Regions from separate parts of the Mus musculus genome. Here regions 1, 2, 4 and 5 are each linked to region 3. A link is a contact called in public HiCAR-type and promoter capture Hi-C data. All regions are on one chromosome and are shown on one strand. Each heading gives the region's core, a stretch centred on a gene start, on an enhancer-like site or on the middle of the called end of the contact. The rest is flanking DNA. Distances are from core to core; before and after follow the strand shown.

Region 1 (2,700 bases), core at 14-2,513, 2.1 Mb before region 3:
TACTACTCCAAGCAAGCACTCTACCAACGGAGCCACACCCTCTAGCCCAAGTGTATGAAGCTTGTCTCAATGTCAGAATACTAATGGCTTCTCCTGAGAGTTCTTTCCCCCATCACTGCCTGAGAGTTCTGTTGATTCTCCTGCCTCCTTTGCTGGAACCTCCATATGCAGCTAAAAACCAAGAAAAATTAAAAATATTGGAAACTTCGTAGAAGAGTGCTTGCCAAGTTTGAGTTCCCACACTGCCACAAGAAAAGACAGAAGACATTCTAAAAGAACATTAGGGGATGTGGGTGTAACACTGCGGACTTTATTATTAGGAGCCTCTCCCCTTGTCTTATGATGCCCTTTTAATTTAGCAGCGGAATTGAAGGACCAGCTTCAGGCAAACAGCATCACTATAACAGGCTTCTTCCGGTCCAGTCCAGTCCAGTCCAGTCCTATCTCCTTCCCACCAAGTCCTAGATCATTTGGAGCTACCCTTTTCTTCACTTCTGAGTTCGAGGCCAGCCTGGTCTAGAGTGAGTTCCAGGACAGCCAGGGCTATACAAGAAACCCTGTCTCAAAAAAAACCAAAAGCAAACAAACAAACAAACACCCACAGGGAACTTTGAGCAAAGGGAAATGTGGAGGGCTGCTCACCTGGGGGCAGGAAGAGCGTGGCGCGCACCCGGCCCTCTCGTACGGGCACGCGCCGCACCCCGGGAGCCAAGAAGTGACGCTCGTGCACCGCCTGCGCCAGCCGCTGCCCGCCATCGGGCTCGTGTCCGTCCAGCACCTCCAGCTCCACCAAGAAGGGCGTCTGCACGTCGCGCTTGATCAGGCGCCAGAGAGGCCGTTCGGGCTCCATGGCCCAGAGCAGCCCCATGGGCTCGAGCCCCGAGAAGCTGCCGCCCAGCGCGGGCGCGCGCGCCAGGTTCAGCTCGCCGCCAGCGTCGGCGCGGTAGCGCGCGTGGGCTCGGAAGAGCGCGCCCTTCTCGTCGCGCAAGGCAGAGCGCAGCGTGACGGGCTGCTCGGGGGCCAGGCCGCGCACGGCGATGCTCAGCGGCTCGTCCCAGCAGCTGCGGCCCTCGGGCTCTACGCTCAGCGTCGCATTTGTCCGCGCCCAAGTGGTCCGGCCACCAGTGCTGAGCGGCGGAGGTACAAACAGCCGCGCCCAGCTCTTCCAATCCTGTTGGCACAACCTGCTTGCTCTCAGGACAGCGAAAGACGAGGCCACCATTTTGCGTCGTTGACTTCAGCCCTCGGTTCCGCAGAGAAAGTTAAGAGATCCTCTAGTGGCCAGCTGCCTGCCTGCAGTCCTTAGACTGAGCTGTGTGCTTGCTGAGCTGGGAGGATCACAGAGCAAAGCAAGCAACAAAAGCAAAAGTAGTAGTGACGCTTTGACTAAGGCGTCTGTGCGTTAAGACTCCGTTATATCCGGAACCTAGCACTGTTTTTCAGGTGCTCTTTACCCCATGAAAAGTGGGCTGGACCAGGGCTCGCTCTTAAAAGCCTCTCACCCAATGAAACCTCCAGTCGCCAAATTCCTAAGGTTGCAGAGTCAAGAATGTGAGATTGCAATTGAGTTTCATCACGTCCTAGAGTAATAGACACTCGTTACTAATCTTAGGACTGTTCTTTCAAAAACGTGCATCATGATATTTTGTTTGTGTGCTGTTTGCGCGTGCTTAGTCTACACATTAATGTCCATGTCCAATGGCCTTAATGTCTCATGGGCTGTGTGACCCTTTACCTACATTCCACACTCGTGTAAAAATAGTCAAATGATGTCATAGTTTACATTGAGCTCGTCTTTTGACCCTCTAGGCAAACACTTTTTCCTACTCATCCCGGATTTTACACATTTCCCAAGTGTTATATAAGCTATTGCTTCCAATCAGTGATTTTTTTTTCTTCCAAGGCCTTAAACCTTACAAGGATTATTGCACATCTTTATTATTACAGAAACCTGAGACTATATAAGTTGTATTTGTCTCTGTTCCTAAGAAGACAACTGTGTTAGATTTTGTTTACTTGACCCAAACTAGAAACACCTTGGAATAGGCAGGGATCCTCACTTGGGGCAATGCCTGTATCATATTGGCCTATGTGTCACTGATGGTTTGTGTGGGAGGACCTAGCCCACTGCGGGAGGTTCCACGCTGGGCAGGTCAGCTAGATTTTATTAGAAAGCTGGGGGTGGGGATGGGGCCTGGAGAATTAGCTCAGAGGTTAAAAGTACAGGCTGTTCTTCCGAAGGACTTGAACTCATTTCCCTCAGCCATAAGGGAGCTCACAGCATTCTGCAAGTTCAACTCTAGGGATCAGAGACATACAAACGGTGTGTGTGTGTGTGTGTGTGTGTGTGTGTGTGTAGGGAAACAAGTCATTGCTCCCCTGTGGTTCACGCCCCCTGCTTGAGTTGCTGTTTGACTTTCCTCAGGAAATGAATGCCAAATACACCTTTTCCTCCGCTAGCTGTTTTTGGTCGGAGTTTTATCACACTTATAGAAAAAGCAGGCTAGGGTATCTACCTTGAAGATCTTGCCCAGGCAAAACTTTTCACCGAGTTTCAAATGACCTCGCACCGCACTGGTCATGGAACTTGGAAATAACTGTTTTTGTATTGCTACTATGGATTCTTCAACCTTATTTTGTGCATCCAGTCCCAGGAACCAAAAAAAGTAAATAATAATAATAGCTTATTTTTAATCCTAA
Region 2 (2,704 bases), core at 161-2,660, 2.9 Mb before region 3:
ATGAATGACAAATACCACAAACACCCACACAACACCCTGAGCCCAGAGGTGTACATCTTGTTCTCCAATGCATGGAACACTGCTTAGGACTTCTAGCTGGGACGGAACGGACTGAAGCAGAAAGATTCAACGTAAAAAAAAACAGAAGGATTATTTAAGGGCTCGGACTGAAACTAGTCCAGCCTTTTTCTTAGGGTGGAACCTTGGTGTATATATATATTTTAAACACTTATTTATTCATTTATTTTATGTGAGTATACCGTTGCTCTCCCCAGACACACCAGAAGAAGGCATCAAATCTCACTACAGATAGTTGTGAGCCACTATGTGGTTGCTGGAAACTGAACTTAGGTCCTGTGAAAGAGCAGCCAGTGCTCTTAACCGCTGAGCCATCTCTCCAGCCCTAGTTCAGCCTTTCTCAACTTGACTACCTAACGGACGCTAAGTCAATGTTCTTCCTTATTTTTAAACAAGAGGACAAATCTTTGCTGTATCCTCACAGAACGGAGAGGGTGGTAGTGTTAAGCAGACTTAGACGCTTGGAAGTTTGGAATAAATTGGGGCCACTTTTATCCTCTGATACAGCCTCTAGCGACCCATCCGTCCTCCTTGCCTGTCGTCGGGGTTAATAACTGTATCCAGTGAAAATTTGTATTGGAATCCGGAGCATCCACCTCCCTCTACTTGCAGCCTGAGGAATTCTGACCCTTCGGTGATTTCCAGAAGCCTCTGAAATTCAGGAAAGAGGATCAAGAATGCCAAGCAAGCGGAGATAACGGGACGGGTGACTAGGAAGTCTTCTAGAGCCCTCCTGGGCACCGCCGCCCCGCGTCCGACCTCCTACCTGGACGCAGCTGTCTGTGAGGCGGATCTGTCCCTCGCCAGCCTCTGGAATGGAAGATGTTGTTTCCCAGCGGGTCAAAAGCCTGGGAAAGACGGCGAGGAGCCTGCGATGTAAAGAAGGGAGACGAACCCGGGAAATGGCACCAGATGACCCTCTATGGACACCTCGTACCCAAATCTGGGGACACTTTCTTCTGAACTGCCAAGCCTTCACCCCACACCCCACCCCGCGTGAGATTTAGCCTCCCATCTATCCTGAAGACGCAGAACCCAACACCCTTCCTAAGTGACGTTCCACCCTCGATACCTTCCCGAGCGCCTAGGAATGACAGCCCTGACCGCCTCGGCAGTTAGGGACAAGGCCCTGGAGGCCGCCATCTTACTCCGCAAGCTCCGCCCCTAGCATGGTCCAAATCCCCGCCTAGCCTGGGCTTCCGGAGGAGGGGAGAAGGGGGCGGGGCTGCATCGAGCCTCCGCCCCCAAGCGTGCCTATTGGGTATAGCGAGATAAGAGGGCTTTGATTGACAGAGAACGCTTCCACTTGCCGAAGTGGGTCGGTACCAATAGAGCGGGGCGAACGCAAAGAGCGAGTTCTCCGTAGGCCCTGCCTGGAAGCGGAAGAGATGGGCGGAGATAAAGGGCGAGCTGCAGGCCAGGCGGCCCCGGAGCCCAGGGCGGGGCGCGGGCGGGCCTTCGCTGGTTACTGCTCACAAGTGGCCTGATCTGGCTCCACCCTCGGTCCGGGACAAGTTTATCTTGTGACTGCTCGGGCTGCTTTTCCTTCCTAGATTGCAGAGCTTTCATATCCACGATGCGTTTTCTGGCCGCCACGATCCTGCTGCTGGCGCTGGTCGCTGCCAGCCAGGCGGAGCCCCTGCACTTCAAGGACTGCGGTGAGCCCTGAGCCCACTCGAGGAGACCCCCGGGGGTGGATTGGGCGGGTTGCTGGAACGTGGAATTGACTAGGTTGGGACCGAAGGTACTAGTCTTGATGAAACTTAACCCCTCCGCACAACTTTGTTTCTCCTTGCATTTCGTGTTTTGGGATAATCTAAAACACTCACAAGGCGAACCGTGTGCTGAAGTTCACTAAAGTTTCTTGGGTGAACATCAAGCGGGCATATATTGCAGCGCTCAAGGGCTTTGAGATTTCAATGGACGGAGGAGGATTGCGAATTTAAGACTAGCCTGGATTTATTGAACCCTGTCTGAAAAAAGTAAACAAATAAAAGCAAAAAATAAAACAATAGGATAGACAGCAGGTCTGCATCCAACACGGATTGAAGGAATAGGCACGGGACTTATTTTGATTTATGCCTTGTATCGTCACTGGCCTTTCTCCCTTTGTTCGTTTGAAGTTTGGTTGGGAGCGGGCTGAGGCAGCCTCACTCTGTAGCCCAGTTTGGCCTTCCAAATCCCTGTCAATCCTGCTCTGGTCTTAGAAGTACCATCCACCTCCCCTCCCCACCCCACCCCCACTAACGAGACAAAAGCTAGTTCTCCTTCTCATAACATTCATTTACAAAGTAGGGTTTCCATTGTTCTAATGAATTTCATGATTCTTGATCCTTGTCTCCTATAAAATTCGTATTTCTAGTGACATCATGTGATGCCTCCCTCCCAACGCTGCCCCTGGACTCTTTATTGGAAAATATAATAGAGGGTAGAAATTCTGAGTTTGTCCAGTCAAGCCTGTACACTTAGTTGTGGGAGCAGTGCAGGGGCCCGGGGTGGAAAAGGCAGCAGTGATGGTCGAAAGACAAACTGATTTTGTAAAATATTTGAGCAGGGGGAAACAGACCATAATGAAGCAGTAAGTTAAAGAGTTATTAGGACTGGAGAGATGGCTTAGTGGTTAAGG
Region 3 (2,823 bases), core at 188-2,687:
TTGTTCTAGCCCTCTGAAGAACCATGAAGTTAGCAGAAATTCCCTGAAAATAAAAGTTAATATCCTTCCTTCCAATCACTTTAAAATTTGAAAGCTTTGTTTTCTCAAATGTGCCACCTAAAATTGTGCTTTTATTTTATTTTTTATTTTTAAGAAATGTGCAAACATCTTTCAGGAAAACATCCTCTAAAAACACTCCTGAGGCCTGGACTGCACAGTGACTCTCAGGCCAGCCTTGGCTATAGAAGGAAACCGTCTGGGAACACCAAAAACACTTCAGAGAAACTGGACCGAGAGCACCAAGCAACAGGCGGCGGCACTCTCCTTTTCCCAGCCAGTCAAAGGCCTTGAACCAACGCAAACAAACGCCAGCCAGGCTCTCGTATCTCCCCGCTCCCTGCCGGCAGCGCTAGCCTGACAACACCGCGGTCCCTCGCCGCGGGGCTGAACCGAATGGAACCCGCACTCAACCGATCAGCGGTTTGCGGAGGCGCGAGCCCGCTGGGGGTTTCCCCCAGCACGGGAAGCGAGTACGAGCCGGGACACCCTGCGACTCCGTTTCTGCCGGAGCGCGCACGGCCTCCCCCGGGCTCCGCACACAGCCGGGGGCCGAGGTGCGGGCGGGGATGCCCCCGGGGAGCGGGAGGTAGATAGTCCGAGGCCCGGGGAACGACCGGGGACCCCCGATGGAAGGCCTCGGGGCGCCAGTTACGCAGACCCGCACGAGAGGCGCTAGGAAAGCGGGACCCGGCCGGGGACCGGCGGGAAGGGAGGTGCTGAAAACACGGGAAACCCGGGGCCCGGAGCGGAGCCAGCGGGGGAGGGGAGCGTCCGCCCGCCGCCGGGACCGCGGGACGCGGGGAGGACAGGGGCGCGACCCCCGGGCCCCCGAGGATCACAGCCGAGCGTCCGCTGCGGGTCCCCGTCCCCGCCCCCACTCACCATGTAAAGCGTGAAGGGCAGGCCGAGCAGAAAGAGCCACAGGTAGAGGTGGAGCGCGTTCACGAAGGTGGCCTGGTGCGGGTCGTAGTACCAGCCGCCGCTGAGCGCGGCCCACACCCCCTGCCGGAGGATCTGCAGCGTCTGCGACCCCATCCCCACCCGGCGTCGCCGCCGCCGCCGCCGCCGTCCCCGCCCCGGCCCCAGCTTCGGCCTCGTCGCCTGCGCGCCCGCGGACCGGTCTAGCCCCCTCCCGAGCTCCGGGAGAGCGGCCCGGCGCCGCGGCGCTCGCTGGTGCTGCTGCACGAGGAGGAGGAGGAGGAGACGGCGGAGGAGGAGGCGGCGAGCGGCAGGGCGGAGAGCGGCGAGGAGGAGGAGGAGGCCGGGCTCCTGAGCGCCGCCGCCATCTTGTCTTCGAGCTCCGAGCCCGAGCCCAGTCCGCCAGCGCTGCCGCCGCCGCCGCCGCCTCCGCCGCCGCGACCCCCGCCGGCCGCCAGCCTCGGCCCGGCGGAGCAGGCGAGCGGGCGCCCGGCAGGACGCGGAGGAAGCCGCGCCCCCTCCGGCTCCTCCTCCTGCTCCCTCCACCCGCGGAGCGGTCCCCACGGGTACGCGCAGCGCCTGGGTCGCACGGGCGCCTCCTGTTGGGAGAAGCCTGCAGAAGCAGCATCTGGCCGGGGTGGGGATGGGGGTGGGGTCGGGTGGGGTGGGGTGGGGTCGGGTGGGGTGGGGTGGGGTGGGATCCGGTCGGGTCCGAGTTTGCAACCCGGATGGCACTGCACCGGGCATGACCGACCACTGCAAGCTCTTTAAAGTCGAGCGGACTTCCAGACTTCCAGAATTCGTAGACCTTGCAGGGGCTGCCGTTTGTGGCAATTGCCCAAGACAAAACAAGTAAAAAACATTTGGGGGTAAACTGTCTGAGTTTGACACTGCAGGACTGGAAGAATTAAAGCAGAGTTGAAAAGAACTGTGTTACCCTTTTTTGGACCCGAAGCAGCTTGAGTGAGAAAAAGGGCGACGACGTCAAGAACTAGAAGCTTTACTGCTTCCAAATAGGTGTAAATTAATACAAGCTGCAAGAGATACAAAAGTATGACATGACCAAGTTATGCTTGCACCACAACTTTTCTTTTTCATGTGGTGCAACTAGTAACCATTTTTATCAATGGGCCAATCTCAGCAGAGTTGAAAGATTCCTGACTCCACCCAAACTTTGAATGGGGTCTTGTACTTCTCTTTTTATAGCTGTGAAAACTGGGAATCATTCTTGGCCCAGTCTAATGTTTCTGAAGTATGTCTGATCTCACTGGATGGCTTTTTTTTTTTAAGGGTTTGAAGGTTGAGTTTATTGTAGCAATAAACGTACTCTGTTTTCCCAGATTAAAGTTGCTATAATTAATGAGGAAAGCAAGTGAGACAGAGCAGTTGGTGACATTTTAAGAAGTGGTTAAAACCCATCGCAGTGCCTCTGGGTATCATGCCACTGTATAGCTGGTTATGCTCACACCTGCTCCACTTAACCTTCACAACGCTCCTTTAACACAGCCAGGGCTATCCTTATTTTTACCAGTGAGGGCTCTGCCACTCAGAGTGATTGCCCAGGTTCTCATAAGTAATAAGCTGTGGAGTGCTCAGAAGTCAGCGTTCATCCTAGCAGCATGGACTGAGCCTTTCATATCCACTCAGGTAGGAGTTAGAACTCAGGCAGGACCTTCAGGCTTAAGGATATAGTCAGCTGTTCTCAAAGGTGATGGGGGCATCACCTCAGAATGACTTAGAAAAGGAAATTCTCACATTATCTCTCTAGGGAAACTGGGTGAGAGACTAGGGAAAAACCAAAAAGTTTTAAGAAGCCTTCCAGAGATTGTAAGAACCTTTCAGGTA
Region 4 (2,700 bases), core at 166-2,665, 2.1 Mb before region 3:
CGCACCTTTTCCATGAAAGCTGTCCTTCTAGGATCCTTAGAGTCGGAATGCTGGGCCCCCATGTAATCCATGAAGTCTCGGGGCAAGCCTCTGCGGAACTCCACGTTCTCCTCTATGGCCGCTTGCACTGCCAGAGGCAGTACAGCCTCCAGGAAGTCACCCCATGTATTGCGCTGGTAGGTGGACAAGGTGAGGTGTAGGGAGTGGACTCCATCCTGACATTCAGCTTGGTGAATGAAGCCCCGAGGAAAATAGAGCAGGTCTCCAGGTTCCAGTACCGTTTGCAGCACAGGCTCACCAAGGTCCTCCTGGCTGAAGTTGGGACTAGATGTCAGGGCCAACTCCTCACTCGGGTCCCGCGGTCGGTAGACGCGCCAGAGTTTCCGACCTTCCAGCTGCAACACGAAAGCCTCGATGTCATCGTAGTGAGGAGCAAAGCCCTGCGAGTCCGGGGGCGTGAGGTAGACGTTGGAGCCCGCCATGCTGCCAAACTGCTCCTGGAGCACGGCCAGAAACTGCCACACGGTGGGCGAGAAGGCTTGCGGGCACAGGAGGCGCAAGGAGCAGCCGGCTCGGTACAAGGACCACGCGGCGGCGGGAAGCGCGCGGCCCGGCGGGTTCAAGGTCTCCCGCCGTCCATCGACGTAGCGCGCGGCGTCCAGATGCTGCCCGAATTGCACGTCCTCGTAGCGCAGCATCGAGTCCAGGTCGGCGGTGGAGAAGAGACCCTCGTAGTAGCTGCGGTCCTGCCGCCGCACCAGCACCGCCTCCCGCTCCCACAGCCGCCGGTAGAAGTGGTCCGGAGGCAGGGGCGCCAGGAGCCACTCGAAGAGGCGGGCGGCGCGCCTCCGGCTGCTGGGGATGCCGTTCAGCTCCGTCAGTACCTGCTGCAGCGGCGAAGCCCGGGGTCGCCCCGGCTCATCCGCGTGCGAGCCCGGCGGCGGCGGAGCGGCCGTCCCCAGGTTCCGGGAGAGCGCAGCCCATCCCTCCACGCGGCTCGGCAGCGTCGCCGAAGCCGACCTCGGGCGCGCTGACACCGGCCGCGGCTCCGCCGACCGCGAGGCCTCCAGCAGCTCTGCCGGCCTCTTCCGCTTGCCCCGAACCGAGGCCACCGCCACTTTCGAGTCCGAGTCCTCGCTCCGGAGCGCGCGAGCTCTCAGCGCGGCCACGCGGGACGCCGCCGCACTTTTCCGGTGCCTTCGGATCTTCCGGGGCCGCAAGGGCAGGGCCAAGACCGACGCGCCGCGGGGCTGCGACTGCGGGTGCCGCCGGCGCCTCCCCCGCCCGCGCTTCAGCAGCGCCGCACCGTTGCCATTCGGTAGCTCGTCCATAGCGGGGCGGCCGGCGGGTCCCACGCTTCCGCGGCCGTGGTGCTTTCTGGGAAGGGGGCGAGTCCTTCGGCATTCCCTGGGTAGGCCAAGCCTACCGTCTTCCTGGGTCCTACAGCTAGCCCGGTTTGTCACCTTTTAAAACCGCGGTAGTATGCACTGGCAAGGCAAAATTCTCTACCAGATAAAGACTCCGTGTAAGAAAAGAAGGCACGAGGCATTTCAAAAGAAAACAACTTCATTCCTCTTTTTTGCTTTTCTGGGACAGAATCTTTCTACAGAAGCCGTAGCTATATAGTCCTAGAACTTATTAGGTGAGCCAAGTTGGCTTTGAACTCACAGAGATTTCTGTCTCTGCCTCGCGATTGCTGGGATTAAAGGTGTGCAGCGCTGAGCCTGGCTTCCTGTTTTAGTCCGCTTTCTCATTTTTGTGGTAGGCATTTTTGTTCCTAGGCAGTTTCCTGGTAGAATGGAATGAAGGCAAAGTTTGATATTCTGTATGAAGCACAGCTCTTACTGGCTCTCTTCACTGCAGAAAACTTCATTGTTAAGCCTCTCCTCTTCTTTTTCCTCTCTCTCCTCAGTTACAAAGCCTTGCCAGGTATGGTGGTTCATGCACGGGGAAGGCTGAGGTTACAGGGTGAGCCGCTTGTAATTAATATTCTTCCTCTGAAAAGGAAGTTAGGGACTTCTCCACTTTGTCAGTGTATTGCTACATAGTCCTTTCTAACCTCAAACTCCTGGGCTTGCCTCTCAATATGACATTGCAATAGGCTGTTTCTCCTCCTCCTCCTCTTCTTCAAGCTTCTGACTTTTTAAAAAGTTTGTGCATGCGTACGTGTATGTCTCAAGGAGGCCAGAGAAATCTCTTAGTACAGTAGTTTGTGGAAATCTCTCTCTGATCCTTGGATAGAGTCGTAAACACTCTTTAACCACTGAACCATCATCTCTAGCCCCCCGCAGACACCGCTTCTGCAAGCATTCTTGTGAGTGTGTGTGTGTGTGTGTGTGTGTGTGTGTGTGTGTGTGTGTGTGTGTGTGTATTTTACATATGTATGTACCACCATGCCTGGCAGAACATAGGTCTTGATTGGGCAGGATGGCAATACTTTCTCAGGGAGTTAGGTAGCTTAAATGAATTGATTGGAACCTGTGATGGTTAACACCGATTGTCAACTTGACAGGTGTTAGTGTTATTTTACATAGTGTGTTGCAGTTTTCCTCTTAACCCAGCTAACTCCCAAAGAATTGAGACTGGACTAGTATATTTACTCAAAAAGCTTTAAGGGCACAACAACTGAGCAGGTTACTCTATTTTAATCCTTTATGCTAATCTAGCACCTTCCCGACAGAATCTTCCTGATACTTGCAG
Region 5 (2,706 bases), core at 109-2,608, 2.6 Mb after region 3:
TACTCTCCCAAATATAATATAAACTCTCCAAATATAACATTCTCTATTCATTTGTTTCTTTCACCAATATTAAGCACATGCTATGCTAAGCTTATGTCCTCCCTTTTGCATACTTACAATTGAAGAATGAAGAGACATATATTCAAGTAACTACATTTATGTGACAGGTATTGTAGTTGCTATGTGCACGTGCTACTGAGATAGACAGGGAGAAGTCTCGAATTGGTCTGAAAAAAATTAGGTTGCATGTCACAATCCTACTAAAAGTAGTTCCCTTAAAAGTTAGTTTCATTGCTTAAAATGCTTCATGGGACCATCATATGACAACTTCCAAACTTTTATGATCAATCATATTTTTTTTCAACTTGAAAAGGGCATCTCTTACTTAGCTCTTGTCTTTCGAGCAAAGTTGTCCTCATGTGTAAAACAACGGTGATTCTAATTTCTACTCCAGAGCTGGTGCATAACGCTCAAGGTAGGCACTCATTATAGACATGTGATTCTTCTAACGTGACTATCCACAACGTTAGGTTAGGTTACTCAAACACATATTTCTCCACACAAACCCTTCGCCAACCAGTCACTTCCTCTCGAGTGCTATCTCCACACTTTGCACTTATTTCTTCCTTAATCTGATCTGTGCGTTATTATAGTGTATGCTTTTCTTTCTTCCTGATGTGTGCGTAAGCGCGTACGAGACAGAGGAGACAGCATCTCAGACTGAATTTCTGTTAGGCGCTCAATAAAAATAGTGAAGCAACAAAACCCAGCTATTTTGAGGAGGCTGAGGGGTTAATTTATTTATTGGGCCATTATTATGCGCCAGACACTAGTTTTAAATGCTTCGGATGTTTTTAATAAACACACGAACTAGCCAAGGGATCGAGCCAACATTCGAATCCAGAGATCTGACTCCAGATTCCGCGCTCTTAACACCACAAGTTTGACAGTCCCTAAACTTGCCCGGATGCCTAATTTGCCCAAGAGCGGAGGAAGAAGTATCAAGAGTTAGAAAACCTGACGCAAAACTTCCTAATAAAACAGAGCACCTTACAAGCATCACTCGCCTCCCTAGAGGAAGTCGGAAGCTCCAGGACCCCGTCCGGGTTCCAGGGACGAGCCCCGTTACAGAGTACGTGCTCAACACGCAGGACTCTCCGCGACCCCGGTATCAACAGCCACAGGCTCCAAGAGGGAGCACAAGATAATGAACACACCTTCCTCCCCACAACTGCCCCCTCAGAAAACTCCAGTACCAGGTCAGCAGCGTGGAACTTTCAAAGTTTCCCCCACCCTCACACAATTACCCGCGAAAAGTGCGAGCAGCAACATCTGGGGCTCTGGTTGGTTGGTACTCTGGCGACTTATCCAATCAGAAGCAGGAAAATCTCGGGTTAGCCCAGCTGTATTTTGGGAATTGTAGTTCAGTCTCGAAGGTTAATCTAATTAAATTTTTCCTTTGTAGTGATTGCTTAAATCGAGGAGCGGAACCTTTCAAGACGAATGTAGAGGAGGGAAAACCCTGACTGGAAATTCTTTTCCTCAGTGAATCGCATTTTAAAGTTATTTCCTGGGCCAGAGAAGGTTCTTTTGGGGGGCTGAGGGGTTGGAAAAAGGGTGGGCAATATGCCCTATTCCCGTTTTGGGATGAGAGTTTTGTGTTTCCTTTGCACTGTTCAACACATTTAGATGGTGAAAATGTCCGGGAAATACTAACTAAAGCGTCTCAAACTAAAATACATTGAAAAAGAACCACTCAGTTTAGTTGAAAAAATAAAAGAAGTCAAGTAGGTTTCGTATTTAAAACAGCTGCGTTAAGAAAAACTAATAAACTTAAGAACTGACTTGATTACATGATTTGTGAAAAGCCTTTGCTCACTCTTTGTTTTCGTTTGCAACTCCTTTGTACCGACCTCAGTCTTTCGATGGATATATAATTATATATGATATACACACGATAGAATTAGATAGAATAATGATACAGGAAGATCCAGAATTCCTGTGGCTAACCTATCATCTATCACTGGTTGGCACGGAGAAAATGTTGACATCAAAAACAAAACAAAACAGTGGCGGGTACGGAGCGTGGAACACAGATATTCCTGGCCCCAGCTCCCCCGAAATGAATAACTGTGGATGTTGCGAGAAGGAGCAATCATAATTAGGGAGAGTCCTCAGTCCTGTAGCTAGCGGATCTAACTCTTCCTTAGAGTCCCCGTAGCAATCAGGTGGCATCACGTGATTCAAACAAACACGGCACTTGATTTGCATCTTGCTTCTCCTGAGCCAATAAGAGTGGCGCTCTCTTTCGTCATCGCCGCCCGTTCCACCACTCTTCGCAATGGGACTTGTCACCTGACCGGGATCAAACATGGCTGCTCTGGACGGGAAAATGCATTCGACTCCCGGAGCAGGTGAGTGTAAGGCGCAGGGAAGATTGCGAGGGTGCTGTCCACGACCCCGCTAGGGGGAGCATCCCTGTCCCCCAGCCTCCCGGCTCCACAGTTCAGTCCCAGATTGATCCCCTAATCTTTAGCCTCTGTCTTAACAGAAGGCTCTAACCAAGGGAGTTTTCATCCTTACCAAGGCATCCACCAACCTAGAGATTTGTAGCCTGACAAAATGTTCAGGAGGGAATGCGGAAGTAAATGTATGTGTCTGCACCCCAGGCTAGCAAAAATATTAAGATTGTTATATGTGAGGTCT

Evidence for each region. Promoter capture Hi-C pulls out the DNA fragments that hold promoters and counts their contacts. HiCAR-type assays count read pairs that join an accessible place to other places.
Region 1: a promoter capture Hi-C map of pre-B cells shows a contact between it and region 3, with 4 times the contacts expected there. The contact joins the promoter of Acot2 here to the promoter of Pcnx in region 3.
Region 2: a contact with region 3 is called in a HiCAR-type map of astrocytes, with 4 times the contacts expected there. The contact joins the promoter of Npc2 here to the promoter of Pcnx in region 3. A contact is called at or near these places in 1 of 39 promoter capture datasets (liver) and 1 of 115 datasets of contacts at active chromatin or transcription factors (astrocytes).
Region 4: a promoter capture Hi-C map of liver shows a contact between it and region 3, with 4 times the contacts expected there. The contact joins the promoter of Riox1 here to the promoter of Pcnx in region 3.
Region 5: a promoter capture Hi-C map of pre-B cells shows a contact between it and region 3, with 2.8 times the contacts expected there. The contact joins the promoter of Rad51b here to the promoter of Pcnx in region 3. A contact is called at or near these places in 2 of 39 promoter capture datasets (neutrophils and pre-B cells).

The regions. Positions count from the first base shown.
Region 1 is chr12:83,986,424-83,989,123 of GRCm38.p6, reverse strand. It overlaps Acot2 (acyl-CoA thioesterase 2), which reads right to left and starts at 1,263. Exons shown (of 3, transcript NM_134188.3): 1 at 643-1,263. The coding sequence starts at 1,222.
Region 2 is chr12:84,771,818-84,774,521 of GRCm38.p6, reverse strand. Npc2 (NPC intracellular cholesterol transporter 2) reads left to right here and starts at 1,410. Exons shown (of 4, transcript NM_023409.4): 1 at 1,410-1,736. The coding sequence starts at 1,655. Isca2 (iron-sulfur cluster assembly 2) reads right to left here and starts at 1,252. Exons shown (of 4, transcript NM_028863.1): 1 at 1,151-1,252; 2 at 845-947; 3 at 614-729. The coding sequence starts at 1,221.
Region 3 is chr12:81,858,644-81,861,466 of GRCm38.p6, reverse strand. It overlaps Pcnx (pecanex homolog), which reads right to left and starts at 1,437. Exons shown (of 36, transcript NM_018814.3): 1 at 943-1,437. The coding sequence starts at 1,095.
Region 4 is chr12:83,949,323-83,952,022 of GRCm38.p6, reverse strand. Riox1 (ribosomal oxygenase 1) reads right to left here and starts at 1,415. Exons shown (of 1, transcript NM_023633.3): 1 at 1-1,415. The coding sequence starts at 1,331. The region is part of intron 16 of Heatr4 (HEAT repeat containing 4); the gene reads left to right.
Region 5 is chr12:79,295,934-79,298,639 of GRCm38.p6, reverse strand. Rad51b (RAD51 paralog B) reads right to left here and starts at 1,358. Exons shown (of 11, transcript NM_009014.3): 1 at 1,308-1,358. It overlaps Zfyve26 (zinc finger, FYVE domain containing 26), which reads left to right and starts at 2,358. Exons shown (of 42, transcript NM_001008550.1): 1 at 2,358-2,414.